Regions from separate parts of the Mus musculus genome. Here region 2 is linked to region 1. A link is a contact called in public HiChIP or PLAC-seq data. All regions are on one chromosome and are shown on one strand. Each heading gives the region's core, a stretch centred on a gene start, on an enhancer-like site or on the middle of the called end of the contact. The rest is flanking DNA. Distances are from core to core; before and after follow the strand shown.

Region 1 (2,865 bases), core at 319-2,818:
AGGAATCCTGTTCATCTCTCTATCACCAAGTGGTGGGCATATACTGACTGCTTAAGTAATCAATGACCTAAACACCAGAGATACTCACTTTAAGGATTTAAATCAGTGGGAATCAGTAAACTTGGTATGTATTTATTGTTCAAAGTCACCACGTTGGACTTCTTTGTCCTTCAGCCAAATTTCACTGAGTACTAATGAGCAAAAAATGTGAATGGTCTTGGAGCTGGCATCTCAGAGGTATTGTTCTGCCCATCATCCCTGTCCCACTTAACATTATGGTTCTACCCTGGCCAAGATCTCGAATCTTCCTTCCCAGTCTTCCCTTTCACCTTCCCTGAAGCTTCTACAAAGGAGAGCACTCTTCCTCTTAATCACAAGTGGCTCTGAAGCATAATGAGCATACACTTTGTTTGGAACCAGACCTGAATCCTTAGTCAGTCACTTCCTAAACCTGATACAACTTTTAGTTATTCACTCTCTGAGCATCAGCTTCTCTCTGTGTGAATTGAAATGGTACAGATAATATTAACCATAAGACTTTGGGAGGTCTAATTGTGATTACATATGTATTATACATAAAGTGCTTTGGACATTATTCAGTACAAAGCAGATACTCAATGATCACTAGCTGATGATTTTTATTACTATTCCTCTGTATTTGTGTGGTAGTGGAGGGAGTTGGTCCCACACAGATGGGGTGATAGAGCTGACTTTATGAAAAACCAGACACCCTGACTAGAACACTTTGAAGACCTTTCAAGTAATTGCATTTGTCAAACCCTGGCAACTACAATCTTGAATGGAACAAGGAGCAATAAAGTAGAGCCTAACTCTCAGTTCAGTGCCTGCCCGATCATGTCTGTCCCAAGTAATTTCTCCTTTGCGACATAGACTACACTGGCTCCTAAGTTAGGGGCCAAATGTTTTCTGGAAAGTTCACCATAACATCTCTAACCTGACTTGCTTACTTCCCTCATTTCGGGTCTCATCTGTTTCAAGTTTCCTTCCTGCCCTATGTGCTAATAATACACATTCCTTGCCACATATTTCCCAGTGTGTGCTCAAGTTTAAGTACATCTTAAAGTACCAGGAATATGACTCAAAAGGAGTACTACTTCTATCACTGTCTGTTTATGAGAGAATGTGAGTGTGTGCCTACAGCCTTGGAATGCCAGTTCCTCTACATAGTAAACTTTGTGACCACAAAAGTTTCTTGTTCCTAACCCAACTACAGATTGTTTAACCTGCCATTAGCAGGGAACCTCTGGAAATAAGGAGGCCTACATGGAATTGATTTTGTCTTTACAAATGGAGGTTTGAGGGACTTGATTCCTCTAGATCCCTCAAAGAGTACTTCTAATGGTTGGCACCACCAGCATTCAGCTGTGAGGAGCAAATGGCAAGAGGGAAGAGATTTCAGGTCTGCCTTGGCTACCACTGATTTCTTATTTCCTCTCCTTTTCTAGTTTGAGAGCATTTGTTGCTGTCTGAAGGACTGGGCAGTGCCAACACCACAATAAACAGCTTGTCCAGTACACACAAGCTCTTTGGACCCTGAAATGTCAGCTGGCCAACTGGCGCACAGCTAGACCCTGCTGCGTGCTGTTTGCATCCGGCCCCAACAATGCCACTCAGCACTTGTAGAGCCATGTGTCATAGCAACAAGGCTGGGAGTAGGTTACCCACAGGGACCTGGCCATAGCTCTGAGAAGCCAAGCTCAGAGACCATACTTAGGGCCTCAGATAAAAATGACTGCCTTAAAGATCCAGATCTGCTCATCTTAGACCAGCTGTATGGCTGGTCCTTCTCCATCCTGTCTCAGACTTGGCTCTTTGGATAGCAGACAGACAGACTCCCTATGCCCCATATGGCTGGGCTGCTGACTGGTGTTGAACAGAAATGTCTCACCCAGTGAAAGCTTGTGGAGTGTGGGATATGTGCCTCCAGGGTGGTGCAGACTGAGCATAAAGGGCAAGAGAGGAAAGAAAGCGGCAATGGGGTCTGGTGGCAACAGTGCTAGGCCAGGATCCAGGAAGCCTGGGCTGTGCTCCCAGCCTCTGCCACCAACTCCCTTGGTGTCCTTGAGCAAGATCACCCAGAGGGCAGGGTTGGGAGAATAGGCACAGGGCCAAAGCCTTGCCTAGGAGATGAGCTGCAAAACCTTGTTCATACAGCTGAGAAGTGGAGGTTAGGTGTTTAATCAGGAAGTTTTATCCAGCTACCTCATTGCCATTAAGTAACCTGGATGCATTTTGACAGTTAACACAACCAAGCTTGAAGGTCCAGAAGACATATCAGAAAAGATGGGTAAATTCTTTAATTTTCTTTGGAAGTCAACAGGCAGAGATCTGTGCTGTCAGAATGGCAGAGAGTACAGTTGTTCCTTATCCATGCAACTCGTTGATACTGTCTTAACTTCTGCACCTCACAACCACACAGGACATCTTCTCTGGGACAGTAAACTTGTACCTGGTTCTGGGAGTTTATATACAAGGAACATCTCCTACCTCATTTCAGGTACCTCTGTCCCAAAACTCAGGTACCCACAGCATGGCACATATTCAGTCCCAGGACCTATTTGACATCTCATCTCTTTGAGTTTCCTTTCAAGCAGGAGATCTGCTATTTATCAAGTCCTGTGGGTATTCCATGGAAATGAGCTCATGGGGTGCTCTAGTATTAAACTGCACAAAATACAGTTGATAGAATTATACCAGTATCTGCTGACACTCAGTAGATATTCAACATGTATTGTCAAGTGAATGCAGTCTAGAATAAATTTGTAATACTCTTGTATAGAAAGGTTGTATCTACTACTACACATTCCAGGAAGACAGACTTCTTTCCATGGCAGAACCAGTTCA
Region 2 (3,161 bases), core at 329-2,828, 35 kb before region 1:
CAGGAGGCCCTGTCCAGTCAGCCTTCCCTCACGAGGTATGCAGTCTGTCAACACAGGCTGGACTTGTATGCACAGAAATGGCGGCTCTCTGAACTCTATCTCTGTACTATTTAGATTTTTCTGTGTCCCAACTTTATTTGCTCTTGATCAGTCTTGATATGTTGGGCAAATCTGTCCCGAATTATTAACAATACTTCTTGAGAGCAAGGACTACACAACAGGGAAATGTCAAGGGGACAAAAATCTTGAATTTAATGGTGCCAAATGTCAAGAAGAAAATACTTCCACCAGGGCCTCATCCCAAGGTTACACAAAGATAAGAGGGCTCAGGCAAACATAGAAGCAAAAGGTCTAGCTGTTCCCAAAACGCAAATAAACATTTATGGAACTAATATATTTTATTATAAGAGTTAACATAAAATAATTATAAACAAGAAGGAAAATAATAAACACTGTAATTAAAAAACAATTCAGAAGGCTATAAATCTACACAATGCAGATGAAATTTTATATTCTACTACCTCCTCTGGCTTTTATCCAAGAACATTTAAAAAAAAAGAAGAAGGAAATACAAGAAAAATGACGTGATGGGCTTTTAAGAGAAAAAAATAGAAGTTTCATAGTCTATGGGGATGTATATATACTCGGGTATAGTGCTTTACGCAATAGCCACAATCCTCTTTCATCCTGGGCCTTGGGATCCTCTCAGGAACTGGAGATACAGCACGATTTGGGGTCTCTAGCCACTATAGCACAGAGTACTGCCTTCCCCAGTTACCCATATTTTGGGCCTCATGTAACAGTTGCAAAGAGTGGGAAACAGGAATTAGTTGGCTGCACTTTGCTCCTAATTAATTTCAGGGGTGGCTTGAAGGCTCGTTTTATGTGGCTTGTGTTTTTTGAGACAATCTCACTGTTTAGTTCAGCCTGGCCTGACACAAACAAGCCTGCTTCCGCTTTGCGAGTAGCTGGGATCTTGGGGTGCGCTCTGCCACAGTAGTCTAGGAAATTTCAAACGTATTTAAGTCACATTTATCAGGGTTCAGGCAACTGGAACTTCAGCTTTCTTAAAACTGAGCAACTCTTGCCCCGGCTTGGAGTCCCAGTGGATTCTTCCACCAGGAGGCACCTGTAGTGTCCCGCTGAGCGGCGGAACCTTACACGGGAACAGAAAATAGTTCAGGTTTTGGGCAGAAGATGGCAGCATATACTGCTGTATTTCAAATGCCCTGGGTTCTTGAATGAAGCAAATGAAGGGGGCGGAGGGGGGTTGTAAAGGAGTAGGAATAAATAGAAATTTATTTGGGTTTTATATAAAAACCCCCTGAATATTGTGAACGGGTTTTCATTTGTCCAAGACTCAAAAACTGCTCAAATGCTCCGCATTCGACATGTTCTAAGTTCTGAGACATTCTAAAAAAGCTGTCTTACATGGTCACCTTGCGCGTCCCCGCAGCTCAGACAGCAGGGGCATCACCCCAGGGCACCAGGCTGGCCCCTATATGTGCCCTTTCACTATACCTCCGCCCCGGGTTTATTCTCCCAGATCCCTCCGCCGCCATTACGGGACAGACGCATCACTCCCCTTCTCACTCTGCGTGCGTGCGGGCTGCTGGGCAAGTCTCTCGAGGGGTCGACGGAGCCGGTTTACCTGAAGTGGCAGGTAGGGGGCTTTGGGACGCGAGGGGACAGCTTTCTGGGGTCGGGGCGCATGGAGAGAGCAGCCAAGCTGAGTGAGGAGAAAGAGGGGCGCTAAGGTGAGGTGCGGGGAGAGAAATCAAGGAGGGAAATAAGAGGGGAGGGGGTCAAGGCGCGAACGGAGAAATGGAGGCGAGGGCCGGCCAGAAATGGAGGGGCGCGGCGACACACGGGAAGGGGACAAGGTGGGGGAAAGTAAGGAGTGACCCGGCCCAACATGGGAAGAAACTTAGAAAAAGACGCCCGGTGCCCAAAATAGCGGGAAGAGCGGGAGACGCGCGGCGAGGGAGGAGAGGCAAGGCCCGGGGGAGCCCGCAGCGCGGACAGCGGGGGACCGGGAGTGATGGCGTCGAAGGGGACTCGGGGCTGAGACCCGGGGTGGGGAGCGAAACAGAGCTCAAGAGGAGGGGGCGGAGGTGACAAGTGAGGAGGAGCGGGCTCGGGCCGCTGGGGACTCGGTTCTTGGGAGTTTGGAGTTGGGGCATTTCTCAGGTGCTTGTGTTTTCTGGCACTTTCTGGGGGGTGGCGCCGCCGCCGCCACAGCCACCGCCGAGGCCTCGACACTTGGGTCTCTTGGCGCTTCCCAAAAAGAAAAAGAAAAAAAAGGAAAAAAAAAAAAAAAGAAAAGCCGGGCTGCATGGCGGGGCGGGCGGGCGGCGGTTTAAAGGGCCGCTCTCGGACGGCCGCCCGCTGACTCGGTGGCTCTCGACAGGGCCGCGAACGCCGGCGCTCCGGGGGACACCCCCCTCAGCGAGCGGTGGCGGTGGCGGCAGCGGCCCCGGCGGCGACCTTTGGCCCACTCGGGAGAGCCCTCGAGACCCCGTGCGGTGAGGGGGCGGGGGCGCTGCGTGAGTCTCAGGCGCGGTGGGGGCGGGGAGACGGGCGGACAGATAACTGCCGCCGGCCGGCCAGGGCCGGACAGGAGAGGAGCGAGCGGCTCCGCGGGGGACACCAGACGACAGCGGGAGGCGCGCGCTGCTGGACGTCCCGGCCATTCAGGCGGTGAGCGCCAAAGCCACCCAGCGCTGCTGAGGCGCGCGTCGCGGGGGAGCCGCTTGAGGCGGGCTCCTCAGGAGCACGGGCGTGCGAGTGAGCGGCCGGCGGGCGGGCGGGCGGTGTGGGGAGCGGAGGGAGGAGAACTCCGCGCGCCAGGGGGCCCCCTCAAGCTCCGGCCGGGGAGGCGGCGGCGAGTGGCAGAGGCGGCGGCGGCGGCGGCGGCGGCGGCAGCGCGTCCTCCGCCTGCCCCTCGGGGCTCATTTACATGCTGTCACGGCCCCGGCGCGGACTCCTGAGCTCGCGGCTAGCTCACACGCTCGCCCTTGGGCCACCGGCCGCGGCCGCCGGCGCCGCCACCGCTCGAGCCGCGGAACCCCGCGAGCCGGGAGAAGCGGGGCTGCCGCCGCCGAAGGGCGCGCGCGCTGCGGCTCTCTCTCGCTCTCTCGCTCCCTGGCCGCCCGCCCGCC

The links. HiChIP or PLAC-seq counts read pairs in DNA pulled down with a chosen protein or histone mark.
Region 2: a contact with region 1 is called in an H3K27ac HiChIP or PLAC-seq map of hepatocytes, with 3 times the contacts expected there. The contact joins the promoter of Tsc22d3 here to the enhancer-like site in region 1. A contact is called at or near these places in 13 of 39 promoter capture datasets (the 3T3-L1 cell line, 3T3-L1-derived adipocytes, the C10 cell line and 8 more), 63 of 484 Hi-C or Micro-C datasets (3T3-L1-derived adipocytes, 8-cell embryo, the AML12 cell line and 40 more), 7 of 115 datasets of contacts at active chromatin or transcription factors (bone marrow-derived dendritic cells, bone marrow-derived macrophages, cardiomyocytes and 4 more) and 3 of 9 other capture datasets (adipose tissue, liver and pancreatic islet).

The regions. Positions count from the first base shown.
Region 1 is chrX:140,564,149-140,567,013 of GRCm38.p6, reverse strand. The region is part of intron 2 of Tsc22d3 (TSC22 domain family, member 3); the gene reads left to right. Among named protein-coding and RNA genes, the nearest start is that of Gm39538, 31 kb to the right of the region's middle. Within about 2 kb of position 1,568, at least 20 of the 459 cell types and tissues checked have an H3K27ac peak or open chromatin away from gene starts, as enhancers often do. A contact at or near this core is called in hepatocytes and liver, where this site is marked.
Region 2 is chrX:140,598,939-140,602,099 of GRCm38.p6, reverse strand. It overlaps Tsc22d3 (TSC22 domain family, member 3), which reads left to right and starts at 1,578. Exons shown (of 4, transcript NM_001077364.1): 1 at 1,578-1,663.